7 separate regions of the Mus musculus genome follow, and all the other regions are linked to region 1. A link is a contact called in public Hi-C, HiChIP or PLAC-seq and promoter capture Hi-C data. All regions are on one chromosome and are shown on one strand. Each heading gives the region's core, a stretch centred on a gene start, on an enhancer-like site or on the middle of the called end of the contact. The rest is flanking DNA. Distances are from core to core; before and after follow the strand shown.

The links. Promoter capture Hi-C pulls out the DNA fragments that hold promoters and counts their contacts. A called contact is a pair of places that touch in the nucleus more often than the background predicts. HiChIP or PLAC-seq counts read pairs in DNA pulled down with a chosen protein or histone mark.
Region 2: a promoter capture Hi-C map of liver shows a contact between it and region 1, with 4 times the contacts expected there. The contact joins the enhancer-like site here to the promoter of Alg10b in region 1. A contact is called at or near these places in 9 of 39 promoter capture datasets (the 3T3-L1 cell line, 3T3-L1-derived adipocytes, cranial neural crest and 5 more), 1 of 484 Hi-C or Micro-C datasets (cortical neurons) and 9 of 115 datasets of contacts at active chromatin or transcription factors (embryonic forebrain, embryonic hindbrain, embryonic stem cells and 4 more).
Region 3: a Hi-C map of CD8 T cells shows a contact between it and region 1, with 12 times the contacts expected there. The contact joins the promoter of C230037L18Rik here to the promoter of Alg10b in region 1. A contact is called at or near these places in 5 of 39 promoter capture datasets (the 3T3-L1 cell line, 3T3-L1-derived adipocytes, the C10 cell line and 2 more), 5 of 484 Hi-C or Micro-C datasets (CD4 T cells, CD8 T cells, Th1 cells and 2 more), 6 of 115 datasets of contacts at active chromatin or transcription factors (the SCID.adh cell line, astrocytes, embryonic stem cells and 1 more) and 1 of 9 other capture datasets (embryonic stem cells).
Region 4: a contact with region 1 is called in a promoter capture Hi-C map of liver, with 3 times the contacts expected there. The contact joins the enhancer-like site here to the promoter of Alg10b in region 1. A contact is called at or near these places in 12 of 39 promoter capture datasets (the 3T3-L1 cell line, 3T3-L1-derived adipocytes, the C10 cell line and 7 more), 6 of 484 Hi-C or Micro-C datasets (the 3T3-L1 cell line, adipose-derived mesenchymal stem cells, bone marrow-derived macrophages and 3 more), 6 of 115 datasets of contacts at active chromatin or transcription factors (T-cell acute lymphoblastic leukemia, acute myeloid leukemia, astrocytes and 3 more) and 1 of 9 other capture datasets (adipose tissue).
Region 5: an H3K27ac HiChIP or PLAC-seq map of embryonic stem cells shows a contact between it and region 1, with 3 times the contacts expected there. The contact joins the promoter of Mapk8ip2 here to the promoter of Alg10b in region 1. A contact is called at or near these places in 3 of 39 promoter capture datasets (embryonic stem cells and stem cell-derived epiblast-like cells), 1 of 484 Hi-C or Micro-C datasets (pre-hematopoietic stem cells) and 1 of 115 datasets of contacts at active chromatin or transcription factors (embryonic stem cells).
Region 6: an H3K4me3 HiChIP or PLAC-seq map of neural tube shows a contact between it and region 1, with 8 times the contacts expected there. The contact joins the enhancer-like site here to the promoter of Alg10b in region 1. A contact is called at or near these places in 7 of 39 promoter capture datasets (the 3T3-L1 cell line, 3T3-L1-derived adipocytes, the C10 cell line and 4 more), 1 of 484 Hi-C or Micro-C datasets (cortical neurons) and 9 of 115 datasets of contacts at active chromatin or transcription factors (the NIH/3T3 cell line, cardiomyocytes, craniofacial prominence and 6 more).
Region 7: a contact with region 1 is called in an H3K4me3 HiChIP or PLAC-seq map of embryonic stem cells, with 6 times the contacts expected there. The contact joins the promoter of Shank3 here to the promoter of Alg10b in region 1. A contact is called at or near these places in 2 of 39 promoter capture datasets (hippocampal neurons and stem cell-derived epiblast-like cells), 2 of 15 datasets of contacts at CTCF or cohesin (large pre-B cells and pro-B cells), 1 of 484 Hi-C or Micro-C datasets (embryonic stem cells), 5 of 115 datasets of contacts at active chromatin or transcription factors (astrocytes, embryonic stem cells, pancreatic cancer cells and 1 more) and 1 of 9 other capture datasets (embryonic stem cells).

Annotation. Positions count from the first base shown.
Region 1 is chr15:90,222,391-90,226,335 of GRCm38.p6, forward strand. Alg10b (asparagine-linked glycosylation 10B (alpha-1,2-glucosyltransferase)) reads left to right here and starts at 1,921. Exons shown (of 3, transcript NM_001033441.3): 1 at 1,921-2,218; 2 at 3,267-3,464. The coding sequence starts at 2,048. It overlaps Mir7648 (microRNA 7648), which reads left to right and starts at 1,970; the gene lies at 1,970-2,022.
Region 2 is chr15:90,990,589-90,994,574 of GRCm38.p6, forward strand. It overlaps Kif21a (kinesin family member 21A), which reads right to left. Exons shown (of 37, transcript NM_001109040.2): 5 at 3,753-3,887; 6 at 3,113-3,280; 7 at 1,122-1,237. Among named protein-coding and RNA genes, the nearest start is that of Gm52216, 36 kb to the right of the region's middle. Within about 2 kb of position 2,038, at least 60 of the 459 cell types and tissues checked have an H3K27ac peak or open chromatin away from gene starts, as enhancers often do. A contact at or near this core is called in liver, where this site is marked.
Region 3 is chr15:89,473,935-89,478,070 of GRCm38.p6, forward strand. C230037L18Rik (RIKEN cDNA C230037L18 gene) reads left to right here and starts at 2,318. Exons shown (of 5, transcript NR_077233.1): 1 at 2,318-2,351; 2 at 3,325-3,485; 3 at 3,608-3,713; 4 at 3,936-4,075. Arsa (arylsulfatase A) reads right to left here and starts at 3,490. Exons shown (of 9, transcript NM_009713.4): 1 at 3,216-3,490; 2 at 1,574-2,721; 3 at 1,188-1,428; 4 at 853-1,071; 5 at 606-775; 6 at 294-418; 7 at 73-200. The coding sequence starts at 1,788.
Region 4 is chr15:91,176,631-91,180,822 of GRCm38.p6, forward strand. It overlaps Abcd2 (ATP-binding cassette, sub-family D (ALD), member 2), which reads right to left. Exons shown (of 10, transcript NM_011994.3): 4 at 2,446-2,611; 5 at 1,601-1,695. Among named protein-coding and RNA genes, the nearest start is that of Abcd2, 13 kb to the right of the region's middle. Within about 2 kb of position 2,216, at least 42 of the 459 cell types and tissues checked have an H3K27ac peak or open chromatin away from gene starts, as enhancers often do. A contact at or near this core is called in 3T3-L1-derived adipocytes, acute myeloid leukemia, adipose tissue and 4 more, where this site is marked.
Region 5 is chr15:89,451,501-89,455,505 of GRCm38.p6, forward strand. Mapk8ip2 (mitogen-activated protein kinase 8 interacting protein 2) reads left to right here and starts at 2,411. Exons shown (of 12, transcript NM_021921.3): 1 at 2,411-2,785; 2 at 3,684-3,789. The coding sequence starts at 2,721.
Region 6 is chr15:90,970,007-90,974,290 of GRCm38.p6, forward strand. It overlaps Kif21a (kinesin family member 21A), which reads right to left. Exons shown (of 37, transcript NM_001109040.2): 13 at 2,619-2,709; 14 at 1,659-1,782; 15 at 1,077-1,265; 16 at 673-872. Among named protein-coding and RNA genes, the nearest start is that of Gm36618, 56 kb to the left of the region's middle. Within about 2 kb of position 2,570, at least 22 of the 459 cell types and tissues checked have an H3K27ac peak or open chromatin away from gene starts, as enhancers often do. A contact at or near this core is called in neural stem cells and neural tube, where this site is marked.
Region 7 is chr15:89,497,900-89,502,218 of GRCm38.p6, forward strand. Shank3 (SH3 and multiple ankyrin repeat domains 3) reads left to right here and starts at 1,709. Exons shown (of 22, transcript NM_021423.4): 1 at 1,709-2,020; 2 at 2,316-2,519; 3 at 3,505-3,576. The coding sequence starts at 1,733.

The sequences.
Region 1 (3,945 bases), core at 671-3,170:
AAATTTATCAGTGGATTCCCACTCAAAAAAAAAAAAAAAAAAAAAGTCTTTTAACCATTAACCAAGCCAGGCGTGGTGGCATACGCCTTTAGTCCCAGCACTCGGGAGGCAGAGGCAGGCAGATTTCTGAGTTCGAGGCCAGCCTTGTCTACAAAGTGAGTTCCAGGGCTACACAGAGAAACCCTGTCCGAAAACAAAAACAAAACAAACAAACAAAAAAACAACAACAACAAAAAAACCCCAAAACTCTAATAATAAAGTTTTACATTTTTCTACTTGGCTGATGGGAACAGAAATGAGATATAAATTTAAACTGCAAATGATGAAGCACTTTCAATTCAGTAGAAATTATAAACCATAAGACTATAGTTACAACTCCCAGTAAACAGCCATCTTCTACATAATTTTAGGTATATTACTATCTTCATCTTGTTCCACAAAAAAAAAAAAAAAAAAAAAAAGCTTAAATTAATAGAAAAGGTACCTGGCAGTTCTGAAACCTTACATTTTTAAATTTTGAAACGTTTCAGTTAACTAAGGAGAGTAGGGAGCACATATAAAAGGAGTTGGATGTCCAACCAAGTTCTTAGTGGCAATTATTCTGACGAGAATGTCTAGCATAGGAAGGCAGCCTTGTGCTCTTCCCTTTATCCATCATATCTAGCAAGGGCCAGAAGCTTCTATGGTATGCACTGGCCATGATTGAGCAAGCCCACTGGGCCTGAGGTCAATTGTAGACTAAATTATCTGGGAATGGTCTCAAATTGGTAAGTGTAACGTGTTCTCTGTAATCAAAGAGGATGTAAAGGGTGGAGGGAGTTAAGAAACGTCATCATGAATCCTAACGTAATTTAATTCTGGTTATTTCTAATAGTCGAGGAGAACTAGTAGAATACCCAGTTTCTTTTGATTCCAAGGTTGACAATTTAAAAGCAATCTCAGCTGCTATATGATGTGCTGCTGGCAAAATCAACCCGAATTTTCCAGAAGCTTTTCCTACAAAGCATCACCAACCATGCTGAAAACATACTTTGTCTTCAGCTTTCTTCAAATATCTTCCACCGTCAGTCTCAATTCCAATCTCACAATAAAGGGGTTATCTGAAGTCTCCGTAGCCCTCAACTTCATACATGTGAGCACTTTTTGAGACTACACACATAAATACTCCATCGCACCACACATTAAGATGCATAAGGGAAACGTACTCCAACAGAGACAGATATTAATGACTATTTATTACCTATTTTTAAGGACGACATTTACAGTGTCCCAGGCTGATCTAGAACTGGGAACAATCCTCCTGCCTCAGCCTCTCAAATGGGGCCAGTACAAGTGTGAGCCACCACTCACGGCAATAGCAACTAAAATTATATTCACGGAGGAGTGTTCCTCACCTACAAATGCCCCAACTCCTCACCAGGCACCAGGAAAATATTGCCCTGTAAACGAATAGATTCTTCAAAAGGGAAAGTCGCCCTGAAGCGAAGGGCTGGTTGTATGTTTCCATCTAAAAAGCATCAACCTTCATTATCAGCCAGAGACGATGAGAGGAAAAGCATTGTAATGATGGTTTTAGCGTCTCATCTCACTGGCAATGGAGAACAGGGATAACCGCAAACGAATGCAGTTTGGGAGCTTGGAGGTTAGAAAGCTGGGACCACTCATCGCCTTCTGGAGAGCAACAGACAACACAAGACACCCTTCTTTTCCAGAGCCTAGCGGCGGCGGCAGCATCACCTACAACAGCTCCCGCGCCCGAGCCCAGACCCGCCCCTCCCTCAGCCTCTGGCCACTCTGAGAGCTGCGAGCAGTGATTGACAGAGAAACCGTCCCGTCGTTGCATAAATGCTCCACTCCGGAACCGGTGACCCCCCCCCCCCCCACGCTTCCGTCCGACGCTCTCCCAGCATCCATTGCGTTGCGTCCTGTTCCCTGCTGTCCCTCGTCCCGCAGCGCTGGGCCTCTGAGCCCGCGTTCCGGGCTCGGCGCTCCGGGCTGCCCAGGGCTGGGCCCGGGACGCGGCTGCCCGCCCGCCCGCCCGCCCGCCATGGCGCAGCTGGAGGGCTATTACTTCTCGGCCGCCTTGAGCTGCACCTTCCTGGTGTCCTGCCTGCTCTTCTCCGCCTTCAGCCGCGCTCTGCGGGAGCCGTACATGGACGAGATCTTCCACCTGCCGCAGGCGCAGCGGTACTGCGAGGGCCGCTTCTCCCTGTCGCAGGTTGGTCTCTGCTGGCCCTGCCCCCGGGACGGATCCTCCCAACCTGTGCCTTTCCTCTCCCCGTCAGCCCTCCCAGACTTAAACCGTGAAGGGAGCTGCCTAGTGACTGTACCTAGCCTCGAGATTATGGCATATTTGTTAGGTGAATGCATAAAGATGATAGCTCCTCTTGGCAGTTGACCGATTTGTCTAACTAAGCCCTAGCACTAGAGACATGCAGGTGCTCCCTTGAACATGCATTAAAAACTACCTAAAGCTTAACCTATGAGGTTTTCCACCCGGTATTTTGAACGCGGAGTGGAGGATCTTAGGGCCCCCCAAAAGTTGATAGTTTTATTCTAACTTCATTCTTGGTCGTAGAAACTTACTGTTGTCTGGATTAAATTGGCAACTAGTCAGATTGCATCATTTAAAAAAATACATATCTGACTACAGAAATATGCACAGTGCAAAGAATCTTAAGATCCACCAGAGTTCTCATTATTGTTTGCCTGGTAGTTTGTAAAATTGGGACCTGGACAATTTAGTCGCAGAATATGCATTTTCTAAAGAGCAAGCCTTAGGAAGTAGAAATGAATAACTTACTGTCTGTTGGTTGTTGTCACCTTAATAATGGCAGACAGATTTGAGACAGGGAGCAAAACGTTCTTAAAATGGGGCTGGGGTGGTAGCTCAGTGGTTGAGAGCTCTTGCTGTTGTCCTGGAGAAGGCTACCAGACTTCTTTCTACCACAGTGAGCTGCTCACAACCATCTGTGACTCTAGGTCCAGAGGATCCAGTGCCACCTTCTGGCTTCCTCGGGTACCTGCATGCAGATGTTGCAAATAAGTATACTCAGGTGCATGGCACACACACTACATCTTAAAAATAAAACTTAAGAGATGTCTAGTCTGCCAGGATTTATTAATTATGTCATAGACGATCCTCTCCAAGTTCTTCATTATTAGGACAAATGAAACTTGATTATTTATTTATTTATCTTTTTTTGGCATTTTATATCAATGGGATAACTCTTGCTGTGCTTGACTGGTGGTCTTTTCTTTCTAAGTGGGATCCTATGATCACTACATTACCTGGCCTGTATCTGGTGTCGGTCGGTGTGGTCAAACCTGCCAGCTGGCTCCTTGGATGGTCTGAGCATGTGATCTGCTCCATTGGGGTGCTCAGATTTGTCAATCTTCTCTTCAGCGTTGGCAACTTCTACTTGCTGTATTTGCTCTTCAGGAAGGTGCAACCCAGAAACAAGGTATGTGCAGGATACAGTTACAACAAGTTTCCGTGCACTAAAGTCCACAGTGAGGAATTGGCTTTATAAGTTACGGAAGAAAATGTCTACCAGTTAGAGTGTTGGTGTCTGTTTTTCAAACCTAAGTGGAAATTCTCTACTCATGTTTAGAAGATACTTGCATTTAAATTCTGGAATAACTGTATTTGAAAATCTAAAGTAGATGTTTGTTAGTGAACAAAACCAGTTTAATAGTTCCATGTTTTCTTTGGGAACTTAGGTCTTCTTTTGTGGAAATGAGTTTAAGTTGAGGAGTTTTGGTGTGATTTCATAATTCAAGTCTTGGAAGTAGATTGCCTGGGTTTAAATTTAATCCTGGCCACAGCTTCTATTAACTTGAGCAGATTTACCTCCTTTGTGATTTTAATAATAATAAATTTGTCTCATTGAATTTGTATTAAGAGTAAAGGAACTTAATAAATGGAAGGTGCTTAGGCTAGTA
Region 2 (3,986 bases), core at 788-3,287, 770 kb after region 1:
GAGGGAAGGGAAGGGAAGGGAAGGGAAGGGAAGGGAAGGGAAGGGAAGGGAAGGAAGGAAATTAGAAAATGTTCATTGGGCTCAAAAACAATTTTTACTTTGTTATGAAACTAGATTGATCCTGAAAAACATACGGAAAATACTAAAAACAGGTTTTAAAATATGCAACAAAGGAAGCCATATTGCATTCAAACATGCAATACATCTAAAGAGAAAGAAGACCATGCCAAGATTACATAAAAGGAAGAGATATTTTAAAACGCTGCTGGATTACACAGATCTTTTTCTAAGGCAAACTGATTTTAAACCTAAATTCAAAATTATTCAAAAGTCTTTTTTAAAAAATTGCAGTCCAAAAAGAGACGTAATTCCCAGATTGTTCATTGTGTGGCCTCTACTCAATAAACATGACTTTTAGACCACTAAAAGCATAATCAAGGAAATGTGCGGAGCGTGTTTAACTTGTTGAAATAGGCTATGAATGAATTCAAATGCCAAAAACCCAAAAGTTTCCATTTACACAGTCAATGGAGGAGAAAGAAGGGACTGTGTAGCAGAAGGAAATGTTTAGCCATGAAGTCCTCCAGTGCAAAGGGTTAGAGGGTAAGAGAGCACAGAATCCAACAGCTCGTCAGCAAACGCCCTGCATTTTATCCAACTGACATTTTCTGACAACTTTTCCAGCATAACAAAACAAGTTCCGACCTTAGACTTTGTGAGAAACTGTCAATAATATTTAAACGACTTTGTGGTAATTTAGAAGGTTTCATTTATTACCAACAAAATTCTTGTGGCCTCTCCTGTATGCAAATGAGAAGCTACACTACTGTAGAACAAGCATGTATTGCTGATTTCCTTTAAAACTTATACGGTGTTCAATAAATCACCAAACTTTCCCAACTTTAACTCGTCAATAAAATAGTAATATCAGCACTACCCAAAGAATATTATAAGTACTACCAGAATTATTATGTATAAAATGATTTACACATTTTAGGTATCTGTCACTTTTTTGCCCTATTCATTTGCTTTAAAATAAAAGCAGTTCTTATAAATCATCTTACAGATAACACCTTAAAAATTGTATGCAATCTAAACCTAGAACACGGATGAACACATACCTGTTACCCCCAAGGGAATCCTGCAAGAGTCTTGTCAGCTTAGAGTCTCTGTAAGGGACATGGGTGGCTCTCTTGCTCTTGTCCCCCAAGGCGCTGATTACATTCCCAAGAGCCAACTGACAGAGAAAAGGAGAGAGGGGAAAATCATATGCTTATTAACTAGAGCGCTTTTAACTAATAAGGACAGCCTGTAGGAAACAAGATAAAAATTAAGAACCCCGTGTTTGGATTTAATTCACATTTGTATTTCCAAATACAAGTAAGCTCAGTAACACATGTGTTACTCATAGCCCTTAGAGTCCAGAGATTTTCCCTTAAAACAGAAATGTTTAAAGACTGACTAAGTCTGACCATGCCTGGAGCTCAGGTTACATCTTCAGGGAACTACTCATTCGTATTATGAGTTTTTCTCAATTTAAATCAAACGTTTAGCAAGTCCCCAGCTCCTTGAAAGTTTCCTGCTATAATACAAATGGTCTATGTGGCTAATACTTCTCATAGCCACAAGGAAAATATTAGTGTCATTTCCCTGAGCAAGGATTCACTACACAAGTAATACTTTAGAAATATATATATATATATATATATATATATATATATATATATATATATGACATGATATGTGTTCAATATCCAACGTTATAAAAGGTAAATCATTAATATCTCTATAGCTATACTTTCCTGCCGTGAACGGGCTGGACTCCACGAGGAACGCATTCCCCACACTAATCATATCAGCTTTCAGTCACGAGACAACCAGAAACACGGACTGTCAGGGCCAAGTCACCATCCAGCAAGTGGCATGAGTCATACTGTATCTCGGCCTCTTTTTCCAGAATCTACGGAATTCAGTACTGGCCACACCAAAGTTCAACAGCCTCGACGGGAAATTGAGCAATGGATTTTGTCCCTTTCGGGACACGTGTCCTAATCCATCCGAGACAACATTCAAAGTGTAGGGCTCAGGCCTGACTACGAGGGAGCCTGTCCATGAGGGCCTTGATATTGGGAGATTAGGGTCTCTCTAATAAGCTTCACTGGACAGTTCCTAACAGAAATGTAATCATACTGGGATCAATGGGCACTGGTTAAAAACAAACAAACAAAACCCCTAAAGTTTGGAGGTCCCACTGCAGGACAAGAAGGGTCCAAGTAGAAGCATATGACCAGGTGTCACCATTACAGGAATTTAGCAGTGCTGTTCCTTACACGGGAACAGATGTCTAATACTATAATGAGGAGAGCAAGAAGGAAAGGCATGCAAAAGAGTGTTCTAAAATATTTTCTTGCACATAATGAAACCTTCTGCTAACTCAACCACAAGGCGTTTGCCTATCAAAATACCACTAGGTGGCAGAGCATTAAAGTTAATTCCTAATACAAACTATTTTGTAAAAAAAAAAAAAAAATGGATAAATCTCTGGACTCTGGACAAAATTCCAACAAAATAGATCAGACTCTGAGATACAAAGACATAATAAAAATAAACTGTTAAAAAGCTTTCCAATGATCCACACAGTCAATAAAACCAGTGTCACAAAATGTCAACCAAGGTGACCTTTGTGTCTTGTCCAAGGAAATACTTAACTTTAAGGGCTTGCTTTGAATGTATGTTTTCAAGTGTGGAAAGAAGTTTAAAAACATTGTTCCCATCTGTCAGCTTTTGCACATACTAGAAAGGTTGAGCGAGCCAAACTAAGACATAAGAAAGCCCGCGACGTGGGGGTGGGATAACAGACAGTGTGGTCAGAAGGTCAATGTATTACTGTTGCTTTAGCCTTCAAGACAGTGAGGATTTCCATGAGATATATTGTGAATACAGTAGAGAAAAGGAAGCTGGCCCTGATAATGTATGTCTATAACTCCAGGATGGCAAAGTCTGAGGCAGGAGAATCATTGTGAGGCGAGCCTGCACTACTTAATGATCACCAAACCAACCAAGCTAAACAGAGAGGGACAGCAGAGAGGGCACGTGTCTCTTGTGGTCTTACAAGCCCGCAGTTGATGGAAATGCCCTCTTTTGCTCTCTCGCCTGTAGCTCCGGTTCTCTTCAGTCTTTCCGATCCCGCCAGATCAACAAAGTGAAACTTCGCCGTCAGCGTCTCAAACTCATTCATTGGCGACGATTCGGAGATCAGCTTATTATCAGTTGCGTTCTCCTGGGATGGCGGAAGATAATCGAAGATTCCTCATTAATGTGACATCAAACACCCTGTAACCTTGTCCACATCTGCCCCCTTGCACAGCTGGAGAAACAGTGGCATAGCCATGCAAGCATAAATGAAAACATCAGAGAAAAAGTTTGGACAGCAATCTCCAGCTGTACTGAACTAAGGCTCTGCTGATGAAGGAAAATAGACAAAACAGCCCTAACCACAAAGAGCCTAGAGGATGACCCCTCCACTTGGTCATAACAAACAGATATTCAGTATTTTTGTTTGTTTTCCAAAGTCTTACACAATTGGTCAGCTTCCTTTAAATAAATAACAACAACAACAACAAAAGGAAACTAAGAGGAAGAAAAAAAATCAAATAAAATCAAATAAAACTGGATCAAACGCCTCTCCAGAGGTGCATAGGATGTACTGATCTAAAGGCAAAATGTTTAAGAAACAAGAAAAATGAACTCACAGCATCTGTTTGGGGACACACTCTGGTTTGACACACGTGAATGGTAAAGATGGCGTGTGAACGAGAGCTCTGTACGTTCATCTGGGTGCTGGCCGTGGTGCGCGAGAGAGCGCCCAGCTTCAGACACTGCATCATCTGCAACGGGGAAGAGAAGCTTCACTTGACACACAGGCACCAGCCAACCTTCTGGCTGAGCTGCCGGCTAAAACCCACTGTGCTGACGGACATAAAGGA
Region 3 (4,136 bases), core at 1,068-3,567, 750 kb before region 1:
TCCGGCACTGCCCAGTTTCATACCTAAAGGAGGACCAGCATGGGGATGGTGTCAAGGGATGACTGGCCCTACCTTGCCTGTGCCTAGCAGCAAGGGGCTGATGTCAACACCATCCAAGGTGACGTTGGGCAGCGGAGCCCCGGTCAGGGCTGCCAGGGTGGGCAGCAGGTCCAGAGAGCTGGCCAGCTCATGGGTTACACCTGTGGACAGATGGCTGTTCGGCCACTCCATTCACCATCGAGGCTAGGGAGATGGGGGCCATGGGTCTACACAAAGAGGGCTAGGGGACTGACCAGGAGTAATGTGACCTGGCCAGTAGACCAAGGCAGGCTCTCGGACGCCACCTTCAAAAGTTGTTCCTTTTCCACATCTCAAGAGGCCAGAGCAGCCGCCATTGGACATGCGCATCAACTCAGGACTGGGACACACAAGGAAGTCATCAGTAACAAGAGGCTAAGGACCCTGCCCCACTGCTGGTTATGGATCACCATAACGTGCCTAGCACCTCTCGAGTCTTTTATACAGTCAACAAACAGCTAGGGTGGAAGTTACCCTAGAGTCCTGGCCTGTGATAGAGCAACGAGTATCCCTTGCTTGGCTCGTACCCGTTATCTGCAGTGAAGATGACTAGTGTCTCTTCCAGCAGACCGAGGTCCCCCACAGTTGTCATCAAGGCCCCTACAGCTCCATCCAGCTCCATCAAGGAGTCCCCAAATGGCCCACGGCCTGAGCGCTTGGTGAAGCTTTGTCCACTGAACTGAGGGTAGTGAGTGTGCTGGGGGCAGAGACTGGAGTCAGCACTGGCTGGGTACAGGTCTTGGGCAGTCAGGGGGCGGGGCCAGGGTCACTCACGTGGGAAGCGTAGTACAGGAAGAACGGTCGGCCCTGGCGCTGGGCATCAGCCATGAGGTCTCGGGAGAAAGACACATACCGGGCCTCCAGTCCAGGCAGCCAAGGGGGCTGGGCCTCCACTGTCAGGTTGGCCAGTAGTGGGATGGGAACAAGGCCTTGGTCACAGCCACCTTTGCAGGGGATGTCTGGTGGGAAGCACGTTAGGTTCTGACAGGGACCCTGGGGAGAGCAGAGAGCGGTTAGTGTGAGGGAGGACTGGCTACGGGTTAGGGTACAGTTGGTATGCGGGCTTGGGTGTGTGTTGGGGGGCAGCAGAGGGTCCGGCTGGTTTGTACCTGGTCATGGGAATATGGGATGCCCAGGAATCGGTGGAAGCCCTGATGCGGGGGCAGGAAGGCCCCCTCTGGCCCCACTCCAAGATGCCACTTGCCAGCCATCCCTGTAAGGTAGCCTCGAGCAGCCAGGACTTCGGCTAAAGTCACCTCCTCCAAGGGCAAGCCCCCTTGGGAACTGGGCCCCAGAACTCCAGGGTACATGCCTGATCGAACTGGGAGCCGGCCAGTCAGGAGGGCGGCCCTGTAGTACAAACCACAGAATCCATTATCTGCGAGTCCCACAGAGATGAACCCAGAGAGAAGAGGGAGAATGGTGGACATACCCACAGAGAGACAGAAATGGGATGAGCCAGGGGAGAGGGGAGGGGCAAAGGTCCCTCACTCACCGAGATGGCGTGCACAGAGACACAGGCACATAGAAATCTGTGAACCGTAGTCCACCTTCAGCCAACTGATCCAGGTTAGGGGTGGTAGAACTGGGGTGCCCATAGGAGCCGAGGTCCCCATAGCCCAGGTCATCCGCAAAGATCAGCAGGATGTTAGGTGGGCTGGCAGTGCTCAGGCCTGCAGCCAATGCCAAAAAGAGGGTCCCCAGGGCCATGACAGAGATACAGATGGGCCTGTGTCCTCAGTCCCTTGGTAGGGAAGGCAGAGCGATTCCAGCAGGCTCGTTCCTTGAGCGCCCAGGCCAGCCCCTACCTGAGGCCCCAGTCCCGAGCCCTCCTCCTCCCCTGAGCCGCCAGACCCAAATAATCCTTCTGTCTGTAGGTCCACTCTCTGAAGCTCCAGCGAATCTGTCAGAACTCGGAAGGGGGTGGCCTGGGGTGTAACTCCACAGAGCCCCTAAAGGACCAGGGCTTCATTAACGTCACGAGCGGGGATCTGACCCTGTTCACCCAGAGGTGCCAGCACAGGCTTGGGATCAGGAGCAGAAGTCACTTCACATTGACCCGGGAGGCTCCAGCGCCATGGGACAAGGGCGGTTCGAAATTGAGGAGGAACTGGTGGTAGACAGCGTCGATCTCAGGCAGTCTCGGATACGCCCGCGGTCACGTGACAATTGGCTGACCCAGAAGGGGCGGGCTCTGGGACTGGGCGGTACAGAGTCGGGGCTAGGTGGAGCTGGGACCGGGCGAGGCGGAGCTGGGGAGCCGAGCCAAGCGGGTTTGTGTGCCTATGGGAACCTTCCGGGTGGGGCTGCTGCGGACCTGGGACCGGGGCGGGATAGGGTGAGGCTGGAGATTGCTCGCGTGCTCCCGATCCTTATCTGCGCCGGTTGGGGTGTCCCGTGCTGGGCTTGGTAACCTTACGTTCTTTGCTCCTGCGCGCTAGGCTCAGGACTGCCTAGCAGTGCAGCACTACAGCTATCTGGCTCTCCTGCTGTGTCGCTCTTAAATGCGTGTCTGGAGTTCCTCTGGCGAATGGTGGGCTGTTTGTCTCATTTCCTCTGATGAGATACTTGAGGGATCCTTGTTGAAAAAACATCAGCATCCCCCTTCTGACTGAGCAAAGAGGCAAAAACCATGGAGTCTGACTGCAACAAACCAGGAAGACAAATCTGATTGGCTGCTGGCTTTTTGCTCACAACCACCTTTGGTGAATTTTGTGAAACACAATGTATCAAATTATTTAAAAAAATCCTTTCCCTTCTACACGCGTAACTGGTGTTTAAGGTTGAGTGTGTGTGTGTGTGTGTGTGTGTGTGTGTGTGTGTGTGTATCTGTGGTGTTAGAGCTGGGATGTGTGTCTGTGAGTCTGGTGTTTGAGAAGGGTTGCTGGGTTCCTGTGTGGTATAGCTTAGGGCACATTAGTATTGAACTAATGGGAAGACAACATGACTTGTTTCTAACTCTTCATTTATACATTATTGAATATAACCTTTTTTTCTTATCAGTTTTAACTGTTAAGGGAGACTAACAGATATATCCCTCAGAGGGTGGAAGGGTGGGTTCTTAGTGTACTTTAACATCTAAAGGTCCCTGTGGTAACTGGACTTCCCAGATCTCCCCGCCCCCAAAAGCCCCTGACCTGAGTCACTTTTCCGGAGCAAGTCTCTTCCAGGGTATTTCCTTGCAGGTGGCTGTTCCTAGGGAAGTCATTTGTCCAGATTCTTGGCTTTGATTCCTCTCCAAGACAGAGTGGCACTCTAAGACCTCTGGCGTCAAGATGGTCACGACCTGCGCACCCAGGAAGGAAGACGCTGGAGCCAGGGGGGAGATAAACAGGGTTCTGGAAGGGCCTCCCGACTACAGTAGCGGATCAGACTCAGGATCACCCAGTGGTCTAACACAGGCTCAGGTCAGGAGCAGACAACACGTGACACTGAGTTGAAGGTGCCCTCTGGCAAGCAGAATGAGGGTGGTTCAGAATGACGAGTAAACTGGTCATTGATTTATTGATTTTTTTTTTTTTCACTGAAGCCTGGCTCTCTGGGCATCTGGAATTCTCCCGATGAAATCTGCAAGAAACTGCAGGAGGAAAGTTCGAAACTGCAGAGACCCCAGAGATGGCACAGGAAGGAGCTGGGTCTGACTGAGGCTACTGCACACCTCATGTGAAGTGGGGGGTGGCTGGGGGCGGGGGGGGGGGAGCAATCTTCAGTTAGTGGCTCTCTTAGTGTCACATTCCAGCACGGTTTCTGGACTTGTGCACGGGTGGGGGTTGCCGGTAGTCCTTCTATTTAGAGTCAGGACAGAAAGCTCTTCTGTGGCCCAGAAATCTTTGAAACTGTATTTGGATCTCTCCCAGCTGGTGGCCACTGTGAATTGTAATTTGAAAGGAATCAACCAGAAGCACTTTCTTTCCGTTGCTAGCTGGGGAACTACCCCAGGACCTGCGCATTATTCTCTGGAGAGCCCGAGTGGGGTTGCGATGTTATGCAAATCGAGGTACGTTTCCCCTGGGTTCTTGGGGGACTCAGGTGTGTGTACACGTGAAGGTTGCTTGGGC
Region 4 (4,192 bases), core at 966-3,465, 950 kb after region 1:
GGTTCTACTGAGCCATGGTTAGAAGATGGCAACATTGAAGCTTTGTCATCTATTTATTTAGAAACTAAAGCAATGAGAACCAGTATCATGTTACCTAAACTGAGCAAAACAACAACAAAACTAGAGTTTTGTTACTTGGTTTTTCAGGGTGAGGGCTGAACTCAAGCTTTGCACACCAGGTAAGCACGTTATCCCCTTAGCTACACCCCCTGCTAAATTGCTAAACTATAATAGTATTTGCAACAAGTAGCTAACAGGCACTCATGTCATATCCTAATAATAAAACTATTCTACAGGTTTATAATCAAATAAGAAATCCCGAGTGAACAATTCCTCTTCAATTTATGCACAGGATTTCCCTGTGTTCAATGCATCCCAGCCTCTCTTCTCAACTTCCAGTAAGCCTGTTTGATCACAAATATGTCTCAAATAAGTGAGCCTAGGCTAAGATCGACTCCAAAATCATTAGTATTGTGATGCTCATAAATTTGAATGGGGCCTGATTATGCCTTTGATTAAACATAGCTCGAATGCCTTCATTATAGCTCACACAGTTTCAATCTGAAATGTCTTCCATGGGATTGCGTGTTGGTCACTAAGTCTCCAATTTCTGGTACATTTTGGAAGGTGGCGGAAAGTCTCGGACATGAGTCCTACTTGGAAGAAGTAGGATGTGTGCTTGGGACATACCTTGGCCTAACACAGATTCTCTTTCTGCATTTGCTGCCCAGCTTGCAGTAAGGACCCTCCTTTCATATTGTTCCTGGCAGATGTTCAGCTATGCCTCACTCCCAAAGCCTTGAGATAGCTTAATCCCAAATAAATCTGAACCCAGGAGCCAACTCAATACTTCCTTTCAAGTTGTCTGTGTATTGACACAATGACATAAGTAATACTAAGTTGCTCATGTCATTACTACTACTACTACTACTACTACTACTACTACTACTACTACTACTACTACTATTACTACTACTACTAAGTAACTAACAGCATGTTAGCCATTTTATACTTAGTATAATGTATATATCTCAAGAAGCTTTAAAACCAGGGCCTTGGGTTTACAAAGTGTCTTTGTACTCTTGTTTTATAATTAAGATATGGGATATTAAATACATTATTTTCAACAGAATCAAAAACTAGAGTTGAATCCATGAATCTTCTGATCATTTAAAGTCAAAATTAAAGTTAGAAAACACGTATAAGTAAAACTAAATTTGATAATGGCCTCTGGGGAGTGATAATATTTCAGAAAGCATGTAAAAGTATATAGTACTAGATATTTCTCATCAACCAGTATAAAAAGTTAAAATTCACTCCCAGATAACAAGTTCCTGTGCCCCAGAGCTTTGTTGACTGTCTCTCAGTGTGCTGTAATTTGATTTTCAATCTGACACCGAAGCAGGGGAGATCATGGTTCTCTTTTTACTCTGCTTTCTGAGGGAGTTACTGCTTCTGCAGCTGAGCCACTGTGCATACCTTTCGGATTTCCCCTTTCCACACGCTCCTCTCCGAGCATTTAACATAAGGTACATGAACTCTGAGTTGCTCTCTATTAGTGTGAGGCCAACAATCAGAAGTTTCTTGAATATCATCTTACTTTGAAGTTTAGCCTGGAAGCCACCACTTCGCCCGCTGGTGTAATTATGGGAACATTTTCACAAATGATTCCATGATCCACATCAATAACTGTTCCTATAATCAAGGAACAGTTTAAGTTACAAAGGCTATATCATTATTTCTTTTAATTAGCTGGAAGAATAATACAACAGAATGGGCAAACTCTATTATAAAAGTAATTCACACCGGTAAGTCATAGAAAAAAAATATACATGAAGTCAATTAAATATCTACCTATATAGTTTAATCTATTTAGAAAATCTTTCAGATAAAATAATTTTATAATCAAATAACAATATCTTTATCCTAGTAGATATAACCTATATCTGATATAATTTAGTCACATTGTTTAGAGTTATTCTGTTCCCTTACTTCCTACAAGAGAAAAATATACACTGTCCAAGAAAGGAATCAAGAAACGATATACTTCAGCACACGATAAACACTTAGAAACACAGAGTAATGAGAAGCAATATAGCACTAACACTAATTCTATTTATGAGTTCAAAATTTAAAAGCGGACAGTTCACTCAGCCATGAGTGCTGTCTGCAAACCCATTGCAAACAGTTTCCTGCGAATGTTTCCTGTTTCTTTAGGGCTCCACTATTCATCATTGCAACACCAATTGCAACACTAAACACAGATACTGCTGTTTAAATAGAACTAAATACTAGTTTCCTGTCACGACTAAAAGCTCTTTCCTAAAGAAGAAACCTTTAGTTCTTTTCATAAAATGACAACAACCTGTAATGAACATGTCAAAAATAACTAACAAAACCAAACAAACATAAAACAAAACAAACCCAAAGCCTGAAGTTAATTACCTTTGATGGCCAGGGTGTCGCTGAGGGGTAGTTCCAGGTTACCTCCACGCTTGCTATGGTTTTCAGGTTCCTGAGTGACAGTTCTCTTATAAATGCCTCTCTTCACTTCATCGAAGACCCAGAACATATTGTATACTCTAGCAGTATAACCTGCTAGTTCAGTGATCTAAAATCAACATATAAAGAATAAGTTAATAGAGCCATGATAGACGATTTTTAAAAATATGTGTACTATGTAAACTTCCTGATTTGTTGCTAAAGATTCCACTTTGTTGTATATGACAAATCAAAAACAGAAACAAAACCAATATATCAGATGACTGAAGAGCCTTCTTGGGACAATAAAGGAAGACATTGGTACAAGTGTCATTGGAGTTATAAAACAAAAACATTTATTTACTTTAGTGTTCAAAGGGAAATGAGAAGTGTTTGTAGATTAATGAGTCATGAGGGCCTTTCAGTCACCTTTTTGATTTGGCCTGCTTTATATTTGTTTTTGTTGGTTAGTTTCTTTGTTTTGAGTCGAGAGTCTCACTGTGTAGTTCTGTCTGGCCACATGTTTGCAGAGATCTGCCTGCCCTGTCTCCAAATCCTAGGATTGAAAGCATGCATTGCTACCACCACCTCACCTCTTTTCCCTATCTAAAATAGACCATCAGGCTGTGTATCTGTCCTCAAGGTGGGACATTTGTCTAGCATCCATGAAGCCCTGGGTTCATGCCTCCACGGATATGCATAATTATTCAAAAAACTTGAAACAGAACAATGACACTAGCTCTAATTCTATTTACTAGTTACACTTTCAAAAGCAAACAATTCATTCAGCTATATGTGTTGTCTCTAAATATAACCTGAAGCATTTTTTTTTCCTAAAAACATAAGCAGCATCAACGAGCCTGTGTGTTTAAGGCACATGTGGATATGAATACCGTAAATAGCAGAAAAAAATACTTGCTTTTTCTTATTTAAAAATGAATGTCTCTAATCCAAATATTGCCAAAGTTCCTGTTTGGGCAGAAGACTATATGTGCTAGAGGGCACAGGTTGCGAAAGCGAGCCCTGCGAGAGACGCCTGGATATTCTCAGCCCCACATTCTAGCTTCTTTCCAAGCCGAATGTGATCTAAACGCTCAAGGAAAACTATAAATACATGATTTTTTTTTTAAAGCTAAGATTAAGAGATGCTTCAGTTCACAAAGCTCCACAGAAAGATGCTTTGCTCTGGTCCTGCCAGCTGTCCATCTGGGTCAAGCTCCTGCTGTTTCTCGATTATTCCAGAACAGCTTGCTTTGGGAGAAAAGGGGGGGTGGGGGGGGAGACCTTGAAAGGTGACTTGTCTTATCCATATCATTTGCCTCAGCGAAAGAACTGGGAACCTGACACGTTAATTATGCATGTCCTTACTGTCATATGTAGATTAACCCACGGATGCCGGCAGATGGCCACAGAGCTCTTTGTGCATAAAGCTTAAACTATAACGAATAGGTGTTAGTGTCACAGGCCTTTGACGGAAGGGAAAGCTGTAATTTGACCATTTATTGGTGTATTTTGATGTTATAGCTATCTAAAGGGCGACTTCTGAGATGTTATCAGAAAGAAAGTCTTGAGCTCTTGATTAGAGGCAAAAGGAGGGATGGTTTAACAAAATACAGATATAAAAGGAACTTGGGTGTCTTAGGATTCCCACTGATGTGGTAAAACACCATAACCAAAGGCAACCTGAGGCAGAGAGGGTTTATTTCTTCTT
Region 5 (4,005 bases), core at 1,161-3,660, 770 kb before region 1:
ATGAACTAAAATAAAAATCATCCAGAAAGACATAGATATGAAAAACATAAGCAAGAGGTTAAGAAGTCCTGGAGGCTAGAGACAAAAAACCCATCATGAGTTTAGTGGGAAAGAAGCTGGAAATAAAGAAGGGATGCAGCAGAGTCCATATTTTGCTGTTTGCGTTTTTTGAGGCAAGAGGTTCACTGTGTAGCTCAGGCTAGCCTGAAAACTTAGCTTTCCCCACCTCAGCATAGTAAGAGCTGGGATTACAGGCAATGCACCACCGTAGTTGGTTCTGAGACAGTATTTAAAGTGTGTATATATATAACGGGAAAGTGTGTATATATATGTTTTTTTGAGACAGGGTTTCTCTGTATAGCCCTGGCTGTCCTGGAACTCATTTTGTAGACCAGGCTAGCCTCGAACTCAGAAATCCGCCTGCCTCTGCCTCCCGGGTGCTGGGATTAAAGGCATGCGCCAACACGCACAGCGGGAAAGTATATTCTTAAGAGGTAATGTTTGTCAGATTCTTTTCACTAATGAAATAGAGATTCATGTAATTAAGACCAGTGAGCCTCAGGCAGAGAAGACATGTTAAATAAATCTACACGAAGATACACTGGATTGAAGCCTCAGAACACCAGCAATGGAGATGTTCTGCGTGCAGCTGAAGAAGACAGGGACTTGTCAGTGTTGCAGTAGCAATGGATGTTGAGGCAAGAGGGAACGTTAACATTAAAACAGTGAAGTTGGGAAACATTGAGCATGATAGATAAGAGGGCTCCAAGCCAATGCCAGCCGGTCAGGAGGCTCTCTCAAAGTCTGCTCCGGTAAGAAAGGTATGCGAGTCACTGCTACCCTCTCATACATCATTTCTCTCTCTCTCTCTCTCTCTGTGTGTGTGTGTGTGTGTGTGTGTGTGTGTGTTCACTCTGCAGCCCTGGCTGGCCTTGAACTCACTATGTAGTCTAAGCTTACAGAGAACCACTTGCTTCTGCTTTCTGCATGCCAGGATTAAAGACAGGAGCCACTATGCCCGACTGTGCATTTAGAAGGATAGATGTTAAGTGATTGTTAATAAATCACTGTGCCCGGGGTTTATGTGTGTCACAGGACCTTTATTCAGATGGAGAAACTGAGTTCTGGTGCATTGAATAATTGCCTCATGTTCGGAACGTTGGTGGCTAAATGAAGATGGGTAACCACTCTTAGATCTTAAGTCTGGAGAATCTGTGCTCTTGGAGCCAACGAGAAACCCCACAGGAGAAGTGGGAGGTAACCCCTCCCGGGGTTGTCTATGCTTTTGGAATCTGGGTGTGATCATTTGATAAGAGAGAGGCTTGTGTGGGGTTATAGTCTGAGATGAGTTCAGGGTTGTACAATTCCAGTGAATTCCGAGAAAGCCTGGAGAAGTCACACTCGTTGGCAATTCAGAAATTAAGAAACTGGTTGAGCAGGGTGTCTCACCTGACTATCTGAGTCCCTTCTGCTCTGTGATTTCCAGCCGTAACACTCTAGTGTCTCTTTCTTCCTTCAAAACTTAATTCCAGTGTGAGGCTCCCTACCCCTTCTTCTCTAGCTTGTCCATCACTACTTTGATCTTCTGCCTCACTTCACAATTGGCTCCATTTCTGCCCTGCCTCTCTACACAGAACTTCTTAGTAAGCCTATGCCTCAACTTGGAGGTTTTCCATACTCAAAACAGAGCCAAGAGCATAGGTGGCCCCAAGAAACAGCTGCTCAGTTGATGAACATAGCCTCAACTTCTAGTGTCCACCACTATCTCTGCCCAGGATCTTCAAGTCTGTACCACACAGAGAAAGTTCAATGTTGGCTTCTGAATGCTGGACTCTGATTCCAGACCTCTTCACATCCTTTGAGACAGAGTCACTGTCCCGGTTCCATTAGCACTGTCAGGATAATAGCTGGAGTCAGCAAATCTTAAGGAGAAGTTTCTTTTGACCTCATCAGCACCCAGTGGAGAACAGCTCCGACGAGCTCTGATCAGCACCCTCGGGTGGACAGCTCCCTCTGCCACCCGTTAGGAAGTCTAGCGGGTTAGTAGGTCTAGCGCGGGTTAGGAGGTCTGGGTGGGTTAGGAGGTCTGGTGGATTAGGAGGTCTGGTGGGTTAGGAGGTCTGGTGGGTTCCTGACCAACTCTGCTTTTCGAATTTGCCGGGGCATGAACGCTGTTCCTAAGTCCTCGCCCATCACCCCTCCACGAGCAGTCCACCTCCCAGGAGCACTGCACACCGCTGTAACCAGAGGCGCGCATTCCCGGGCCGCGTTGGTCCTGGCTCCTGGGTCTACCGCACCCATTTCCCCCGCACCTCTCTCGGCTCCTGCAGAAACCTTTGGTCTACCAGCGTGTCTCTGCTTCCACCTATCCCTTCTCGCCTATTCCACGCTAGGACCACGCAAGCCGCCCGCCAGCTCTCCCGACCAGAATCTCACCACCACCGCTACCACCACCACCTCGCATCCCGCATCCTTTCTCGGCTCGACCCCCATTCCTCCGCCCCCACCTCAGGCCCCGCCCTGCGCCACTCCCTCCCCTCACCCCTGCGGCGCGGCTTGCTGCCGCGGTGTCCTGGCAGGGCGCTGAGGTGTGTCGCCGACGGGTGTCGCAGGGCGTGTCACGAGGTGAGTGGGGAGACAGAGGCCGCGAGCCTGAGCACCAAGGGCGCGCGGTGCTCCTCACCCCTCCCCCTCGCTGCCGGCCGGCGGTTCCAGGGAAGATGGCGGATCGCGCGGAGATGTTTTCTCTCTCCACCTTTCACTCGCTGTCGCCTCCCGGCTGCAGGTACGCATTCGGCGGGTCTCATCTTCACGTAGGTCTCTTCGGCCTGCCACTCCACCCCATCGACTTCAACTACCCAGGCCAGGGCGCCTCCTTGGTTTGCAGGCCTCTGACTGATGCTCCCATCCCCCACCCTGGGCTCCGGGTCCTTCGGTGTTTGCTCCTTGTCGCGCAGACCCAATGGCAACCCCCCCCCTTTCCCACCCCCACACAGAGATACACATTCACTTTTCTTGTTGGGATACCGAACCGCACCCAGCCAGGACCGATGACCTAGCAAGGGTGCGGTCTCTCGATTGACCCTTTGAGGGATTTTAGGCAGGGTGTTCAGCACCTAGTCTGTTCCTGCCAGTGTCCTTTTGGCCTTGTTATGCCTCCTTCCATAAAGGCTAGGGCCTTGCCCCTAGCCCTCTTCCCTCCCAACCCCCCCTCCCCCCAGGACGGCAGAGAGTGAAATCAAGCTTGAAGCTCTGGGGGTGAGATGGGGAAGTTGGGATTGGAGGGGCTGGATGTTTGGATGTAGGCCTGTTTCTGTGTAGGAGTGGATGGGGAACAGCTGGACCCCTCCCTCTCCTGTTGTCGCAGCTCCCCCCCCTCCCCCCCCCCCCCCCCGTTGGTTCAAGGTATCTCCCCTGAGGCTGAAGCTGTGACCCACAGGGGCTGGGAGCTGAGCTGAAAAGGAGTGGGAGGGGTTTGTGGAGGGATGCCTCCTCTGGGCTCATTCCCTGTGGTGGAGGAGGGGACCCAGGGGAGAGCAGTGCCTGGGGTCAAAAAACGACACGGCTTTAGCATGGGAGCTGGGGGCCCTGGGAGCTGGACCTTTCCCACCAATGTCCTCAGGATCAGCTCTCAGGCCAGGAGCCTAGGTCAGGTGGCCTTCTGACCCTGGCCTCCTCTTCAGGCCTCCCCAGGACATAAGCCTGGAAGAATTTGATGATGAAGACCTGTCTGAGATCACGGACGACTGTGGCCTGGGCCTTAGCTACGACTCGGACCACTGTGAGAAGGTGGGGAAAGGGGCTGGGTGTGTAGGGTCTGAGTATGGAGGAGGTTCACACAGGCTCAGCCTCCCTAGCATGCTTGTGGGTTTAGGGAGTCTTGAGTTCAGCTGCTGTGCAAAAAATCCTCTGCTCTTGCTGATGGCCCCTTGGTGCCAGTCTTCTTTCCTAACACGCCGTAGGCCCTTCAGAGGCTCTTATTTGGCAGATCTACCCAGCATAGTG
Region 6 (4,284 bases), core at 1,320-3,819, 750 kb after region 1:
ATTTTAGTCGATGATTGTTTCGGGTAATCTTATTTCCAACTTTTTTTTTCTTTTCTTTTCTTTCTTTTTCTTTTTTTTTTTTTTTTTTGCCAAAGTAATTAGTGCTCTACAATGCAGATTGGATACTTACTATCAGTAGCTGTGTGAGCCTGAACAAGTTATATATCCTCTGTAGGCTTTGACTTTCTCACCTACAATATCCTTGTGTACTATGAAAACTCAACAGGTTGACACCTGAAAGTGCTTATACAAGAGCGTAGTAAAGGGAACAACCTAATAGATATGGCTATTGCTACTACGGCGACTGTACAACATAATTTCCTCACGTCTTCCAACATCTCCATGTGGTTATGTAAGGAGACGACTTGATTTGGGTACACGATTAACAATAATCGATCCCTGCATAGAAACAGATGCAAGCATTCCCACAGTCCCCTGTTCCTCCGTGCTTGAGACCTTTACACCAAACTCTAGAGATTAGCTTGTGCTCTTGGTGAAGGAGAGTAAGATCGATCAGAGAGACAGACCCAGGAAGCATCTGTTCACATCTTAAACCGGCCGTAAATATTATGGGCTACTTTTGTATTGACTCAGGAACGAACCACAAGAACAGCTCTGTTCCAAGACATCCAGCCCGTGGCCATCGGAGCTGAGCAGGAGTAGTCGAGGTACCTTGGTTTTCTTCATTTCCATGACGTCTTGCTGCAGTTTCTTGAGCTGCTTTTCATACTGAGACTGGTTTTTGAGGAGCCTGGCGTGCTCCTTTTGGGCCGTCTGCAGTCGCTGCAGCTCTTTGTTCATGGCGTGGAGCTTCTTCTCATATTCGCACTTCACTTTCTTGGCCTTTTCTTCCGAGTATGACTCCACCGAGCCTGGGGGTGAGGAAGTAAACGCATTGTTTTTTTGAGACACAAGAATTTATTTAGAGACTCGGAACACCCAGTTCCTGGGACACAATGATGCCGGAGCCCTCAGAAGTCACCGCTCATTTCTGTTACGTCATGGACATTTACTAATGACTAAGGTTTTGGGCTCCAGCGCCCTGAGTAAGGATGGAGACTCTGCAGGAGACCCACCTAGGTTCTGGAGCACCTGGTCCCTCTCCAGCTGCGTGTCCCGGATCTTATGTTGGAGCATCATCAGCTTCTCCTCGTACTGCTTTTTCAGGGTCTGCAGCCGTTTCTGGCTGTTCTCCAGTTCGTCGATCAGCTTCTGCTTAATCGCAATCTCGCAGGTGATATTTGCTAAGTCGGCTTGATAGTTAGCTATCCACAGAAGAGAAGAAAAGCCCGAAAGTAGGCTGAAAGATCATCACGGCCCAAAACAAGAGTGAAAAGCTGTTATCTACATTCAAGAAGTCACTCAGCAGCCTTGTGGGAAAATTTTCTGGACATACCATAGTCTAAAAAAGATAGACTGTTCACACTGGCCAATAGCAGATACTGCGCATACTGAAGACATGTGGAAATCACATAACAACCAAATCTAGCACAGAAAGGAACAGCTCTCTTGCCTAGAGCATGCATGAGGCTAGGGTGGTCTTACAAGTCATGAAGACTGTTTTCATTGGTGAGGAAATCAAAAATATTGAGTTTTCTACTAAAACCTAAATAGCTTCCCAATATGCTTTTTCTGTCTTCGTGCTAAGGGGGCAGTACCTTTTTCATCAGATTCGGAATCTGATTCATCAGAGCTTTCTTCTCCTTCAATGTCATCCTCTTCCTCCTCGTCCTCTTCCTCCTCTTCCTCATCCTCGTGGTCACTCACTTCTTGATTCTCTTCCTAAAATGGGAAGCATTAATAGCACAGCATTGGCAAGGAAATCTCAGTAAAAGAGATGCTGGAGCACACACCACAGAAGCACAAGACTGTGTGTGTGTGTGTGTGTGTGTGTGTGTGTGTGTGTGTACACTCATGTGTGGTGTGTGTGTGTGTATGCTCATGTGTCGTGTGTGTGTGTGTGTGTGTGTGTGTGTGTCTGTGTCTGTGTGTGTCTCTGTGCATGCTTATGTGTATGTATGGTATATGTGTATGTGTCTGTGTGTGTCTCTGTGCATGTTCATGTGTGTGTGTGGTATATGTGTTGTGTCTCTCTGTATATGTGTGTGTGTCTGTGTGTGCATGCTCACGTGTGGGTGTGTGCACAAACGTTTATACATGCCAATGCCAGAGCAGGATGTTTAACATTTTCCACAATATTCCCTTCCACAGGGCCTGTCATTGAATCTAAACTTGCTCCTTTGTTCAGTCTGGCTGCTCAGCGAACTCCCAGAAACCATCTGCCCTGACACACCAGCTCGGGTTACAGGCCATGCCCAGCTTTTCCAAGGATGCCAGGGGACCCACCAAGCCACCTCCACAGACAATGGATTTTGCTTTCCTTTAGTTCAAAAATCACTTAACAGAGTTTCAGATTATTACACAATAACTGCCTTAAAAAATTCTTTATCTCTCATGGTATCCTATCTGCATGAATACACAATTTTCACAAAGTTCACAATTGAGGAGAAAAGTCCTCGGGCAAAGAGGGAACCGTGGCTATGGTAACCACCTCCCTTTTGTTCGCATAATTAAGTTAATGACTACAACTCAATTCGTGTTTATTGTCCGGTACTCACCACGTCTAGCTCATTGTTTTCTTTCTCTGAAACACCCTTTTCTTCTTTCTTCTCCTGGTCAGTGTCTGCATTATCGTCTTTCCCGGCAACACTTTAAAAAACAGAAAGAAAGAATATGAGATAAGAACAAGGGGCAAGTCTTTATTTTTTTTCCTCAGATTTTTTTTTAAATCAACAATTTGTAAAACCCAAAATGAAAAGATAATCACCCAGCTAAGCCAGGTTGCCCTGTCTGACGATTAAAGAGAACCCAATATCACCACTTGACCAACCATGTAAAAGTTTACATGACTAAAGAAAGTTTAGCTTCTAGAAATACTGACAACAGGTCCTAGAGTGAAGTATTAGATCTAAAGAGACAGCAAACTAACATCACAGGAGTAGGCAATTAATTACAACGCAGAACAATCTAAACGAAAAAGAATCCAAAACGGGAAGTTCTGACTCCCCATCTAAATTCACTGCTAGTATCTTAATCTAATTCTTGCTAGTATCCTAATAATTTTAAAGGTTCAAAGTCACCATGGCCACGGTGAGCTTGCCTCTATGGGCTGTATCCATCACTTCTGGGTTTCTTTTTGTTCCCCTGCCGCTTAGGGCGTTTGCACAGCAGAGGGTGATTTTGCGTTCTATTCTCACAGAGTTGGTCTTCGATTCCAAAACTTGTCTGAAGTTCAGGCTGCGCTCTGACTGAATAAAAAATGTCTAGGGTCTACCACAAGTTTCACCATAAAAGCCTGACGACTTCTCCAGTTGCCCGATGCCTACAGACATAACCGCACAATGATACGAGACAATAGTCAGGGCTAAAGTCACTGAGCCCTGGGAGTCTTAAGTGAAGGTGGCCGAGGACAGGGAGTGAATTTTTGAAAATCCCAATCACTCTGCTCCCTCTTGGGTTTACCATGCACGACAAACTATGCACAGAAGTTACACTTCGGCTCACTAGACTCCTGCGTTTAAGCAAAATAGCCTTAATACAACAAATCTTAAATAACCCATATGGTCTGTGTTACAGTGGAATTTTAAAATCATTAGGATTAAAAAAGAACATTCAAATAAAGCAATATTTCCAAACAAAATTCCTCTAGAAAGAGTTTTATGATTGCCACTGTTTTTGTTAGACAGTCTGCTTCATTAAAGAACTTCCTGATTGGTACTGGGGCCTATTTCTAGGTTATAAGTAAATAATTTGACCTCATTTGGGCTCTGTTATTATTAAATTCTAACATTTAACTCCAGCTCCCTATTTTACATATATTTTAATACTCAGAACAATAAGAATATAAGTGGGTTTTTTTTCCTCATAAGTAATTTCCCGTTTTTATTTGTTTACGTGATTATTTATTTGATCTGTCACTCTCACTGAACTAAAAGTCTCTTGAGAATAGATTCACATGAGTTTGGCTTATCATTCAATTAACTACCCAGGGCCTGCACACAATAAACTACACTACTGTCTATTAAATAGGTCACTCCTGCTGAGTTACATGAATACCTGGGGTTGAGTAGTCCTACGTACCTCGCGTACCTAACGTTGGAATGGGAAAGTCTGATTTGAAATAGAAAGATGCATAGAACACAGTTTGGGTTTTGGAGTGAGAAGTAAAAGCCAGTAAGAAAGGCAGTAAAGTCCAGTCAAATAAACTGCAGCAGACTTTTATGA
Region 7 (4,319 bases), core at 459-2,958, 720 kb before region 1:
CCTCTCCTGCTCCTCTGACATCCTGCCCTAAGCCCTAGGGTACCCTAAGTTGCACCACTCAGGCACACCTTGGGAGGGGCTTGGAGGTCAGAGCCTACTGGGGCTTCACTTCCCCAAGCACGGAGGGGTCCACCCAGGCTTGAGGGTAGCAGGGAACAGACGTACAGAGGCACTGGAGACTCAGCTCTGCCGGGTAAGCGGGTTTTTTAAGGGAGGTTCTTTAGGGAGAAGGCTCTCCCTCAAGGGGTAGGGATGTGGGAGTGAGCCAGGTGGTCCATGGAGGACAATGCTGTGTGGTTGCGATTGGTCAGAGAGCCCTATATGGAGTCATGAAACATTTTGGGAAAGTGGAGGATCCGTGGGGGAGTGCAGGCTGTTCTGGGGGGGGGCAGTCTAAGCCAATCACTGTTCTGTGTGGGGTGAGGGCATTTCTGAGGTGACCCAGGTGGTCAGGGGGTGGGATCTGGGGAGGCTCTATCGTGTATAGGACCAGGGTAGTCCAGGGTTATTCCTGGGATGCGCAGGAATAGCCAGTTTTGTGGGCGATCCAGGGTTGCTCACGGAGAAGGTAGGAGAGGCTGTGGCTAAGGGGATGCTTTCTGCCACTGGCAGAGTTCCCGGCCAGGCTGCTCCACAAAAGCTGTCCAGTTTGTGCCGCCACCGATGAGTGGCTCTCTGGGGCCTTTAGGGGGTGAGGTGTAAGTCTAGGTATGCGGGAGAGTGCAGTGGAAGGCAGTAGACACTACCGAGTAGGGCAATTCATCCATTCAGGGGCTACACCTTTCTGGGCCTTGGGAGCTAGGCCCCCGTGCGTTGGGCACTTCCGAGGCAGCGCCGGGCTAAGGCTGGCACGCCACGCGGGCGGCGCCTGAGTTGGTTCACTCGCAGCGCTCCCCTCCCCGCCCACTCGTCACCCCCTCCCGCGTTGCCACGACAACGTGTGAAACTAAAATTCAGTTCCCCGCCGCAGGTGGAGACTAGTGGCGCCCCCTCCCCTAAGCCTTTCCTCGTAGGTCGCGCCCCCAGCCTGCTGTCGCTAAGGTGACGGGGAGGGGGCGACCAGCTGCAAGGTTGGGCTACCCAAGGTGCGGGAGGCCCGCAGAGTCCGGACAGACTCCCCAAACTCGGTTGTGGTGGGGGCCGAGAGGAACACCCTGGGCGCGGTTAGAAGGGTTGGTCTGGGGGGAGCTCCCGTGGACTGCAGCTCCGCCCTGCTCGCGCCTGGGGTTTGCAGCCCTCCGACTCCCACCCAGCACCGTGCTCGGGTGACCCCACCACCTCCTTGGGGTCTGGAGTGGGGTCGGCAGACTGGGGAGATTTCCACCCCGGGTCACCAATTTTCCTGCTTGTCTCTCCCTCTCAGTCGGCCTGTGGGTCCTCTTGCCCCGACGCGTTCCCCACCCAGCTCTAGAACCCTCCGTCACCCCAGTACGGTGGTCTGCGACGCTCGCCTGCAGCGGAAGCGCGGCGTGCCATCCCCCCGCTGTGTCAGCCACTCCCCCTCGACAGCCAACCCCCCCCCTCTTCGGCGCGGGCCCCCGGCCCCCGCCCTCTGCACCACACGCCCACGCCGCCCCGACCCCGCGGGGGACCCCAGTTTCCCGGCCCCGGGCTTCCCATCCCCGCCTCCGGCGCGGCCCCCTCCCCGCCTCCGCTCCGCTCCGGGCTCGGGCCCCCTCCCCCCGCCGCCCCCGCCCCCGGGGAAGGCAGGCGCCGCTCGAAGCCGGGGCCGATGCAGCTAAACCGTGCCGCCGTCGCCGCCGCCGCTGCGCCTGCGGAGCCCCCGGAGCCGCTGTCCCCCGCGCTGGCCCCGGCCCCGGCCCCCCCCGGCCCCCTCCCGCGTAGCGCGGTCGGCGGGGCTCTTGCGGGGGGTCAGGGGGGGCCAGGGCGCCGCGCGGAGTCCCCGTGCGCTCCTCTCTCCGCCGGGAACAGTCCGGGCCCGGGCGCTAGCACCGGGATGGACGGCCCCGGGGCCAGCGCCGTGGTCGTGCGCGTCGGCATCCCGGACCTGCAACAAACGGTGAGCCTTTGCGATCTCGCCGTACCCCTGTGTGGCCCGCTAGCGGTGACCCCCGCCGGGCGCGCCCTGCGCCAGGACCCCCGGCCGTGGCCACTCGCCCCTCCCCCGCCGCCTCCGCGGGACCCTCCCCATCGCCGGGGCGGGGCCCTGGAAGCCCAGCCCCGGGGCGGGGCCTCGGCCTCTGCGCGGTGGCGCGGGGTCCCTGCTCTCGCTCCCCAACTAGCCCTCCAAAGCGGGGCCCGGGGCGCGGGGCCCTGCGCCCGCAGGTCCGGGCTCACGACTCGCTCCGCTGCAGAAGTGCCTGCGTCTGGACCCAACCGCGCCCGTGTGGGCCGCCAAGCAGCGTGTGCTCTGCGCCCTCAATCATAGCCTTCAAGACGCGCTCAACTACGGGCTATTCCAGCCTCCCTCCCGGGGTCGCGCCGGCAAGTTCCTGGATGAAGAGCGGCTCTTACAGGACTACCCGCCTAACCTGGACACGCCCCTGCCCTATCTGGAGGTGCTGGGCCGACTGGGGTGGGGGTGGAATGGAGCGCTCAGGGTGTGATCTTTGAGCTCCGTGGCTGGAGCAGTAGAAGGGCAGGCCGGGAGGAGTTGGCGACAGGCGCGGTGGGGGGCTGTGTGCAGCCTGAGCAGTGTGCTGAGAGACCGAGGTGGGTACACCTCGAGTGCAGTGGGCAGGGTGAAGTGCAAGCTGCCTGTGTGGTAAGTGGTGTGTTGCAGCTTAAGCATGGAGAAACAGTGTGAGCGCCGTGTGTAGAGCGCTTGCAGCGAGCAATCTGGACAGCACACAATGAGCACATGCATGCCACACATGCACTGCACTCGGGGCGTGTGTGTGGTGCGAGCGGTTTAAGAGTGAGTGCGTTAGGGGTCATGTGGTGCGAACAGTGTCACTTGTGTGCACATTTGCCTCCTCTTGCCACTCACTCCCATGTCTTCTGAGGTTAGCCCAAAATAATATTAACACCATTTGTGACATATAAAGGTGATTTGAGTGCCATTCCATAGGGACGGAGACCTAGTCTCAATAGGAAGGGCTCGTCCTGTGTGTGTGTGTGTGTGTGTGTGTGTGTATACACCAAGGTCAAAGTTGGTCTGACCCTCATGGAATTTCCACCAGGAATTGGGTTATTTCTACTTGGAGTGGAAGTGTCTAGGAGAAGCTTAGTTTCAGATCTTGGGAGAGCAGTAGAGTTTTCCAGGTCCCAGTGGTGGAAATGAAGCTGACTTGAGCTGTGGGCCCACCAGGCCATTAGTTGGCCAAGTACTTCTCTGGACTGCCCATCGTTTCTGGGTAGTAGGTGGTCAGTAGCTGTCACTTCATTTCTGTCCACTCTGTACGTGTGTGTCTGGGACTTGCATGGCTGTGCGGGAGTGACACTGTGGGCAGGAGGGAGGCAAGCAGCCCGAGGTGGTAGCCACCTCTTGCTCACATGGGCCTGTGTGGTAGTCTTCTCCCCACCTTTTCTTTATCTGAGCAGTTCCGATACAAGCGGAGAGTTTATGCCCAGAACCTCATAGATGACAAGCAGTTTGCAAAGCTACACACAAAGGTAAGGAGGCAGTCCCTGGAGGGGACTCCCCATGGCCACTGACTGTCCCCATGCTGGCTTGACCCAGCCTGCTTTTCCCCCCAAGTTGATTTCAGGGCCTGAGCTGGAGCTGGGCATGCTGGGTGGGCACAGGCTCCATGCCCATGGCTGGTCCAGTGATAGGTTGCAGCTTAATCAGATATTGGCTGGTGTAGGGGTGAGAGCCTTGTTAGAAGCTTGGGGGCTGGGGGGGGGGCAGGGCAGGGAAGCCAATAAGCATCCAATGTGTTGGCTCTGAGAGGGCAAGAAGTTCTCTATATAAGGAACACAAAATTAGGTAGCTCATGAATTCTCTTCCAGGAGGGATTTGCTACACATTTTACAGGTGAGGCAGAGGGCTTGAGTCACCTGCTGTGACTGCCCGGTGAAGCTGGCTCAGATCTGTCTGACTAGGTAGGCCCTGTGGCCTGGGTACACTTAACCTGTATAGTGTCTTTGCATCTGGGACCTACTCCCAGATATAGAGTATAGGGCCTGACTCTATTCACTTTCTTTTTGAGGGGGTACTAAACCCCTCCTGGGTGTCCAGGGGGCAAGGTGGGTGTCACAGCCCCTTTCCAACTCCCCCAGTTCTGTGGATCAATGGGAATTTGTTCATGGGATACTTTCTTGATGGGCTCTGGAGTATAGGGAAAGGTCTTTGTGACCCCATCTGTGGTCCTAGATCCTTACGCTTACTTGAAAGACTTTCCTGCTGCCCCAGG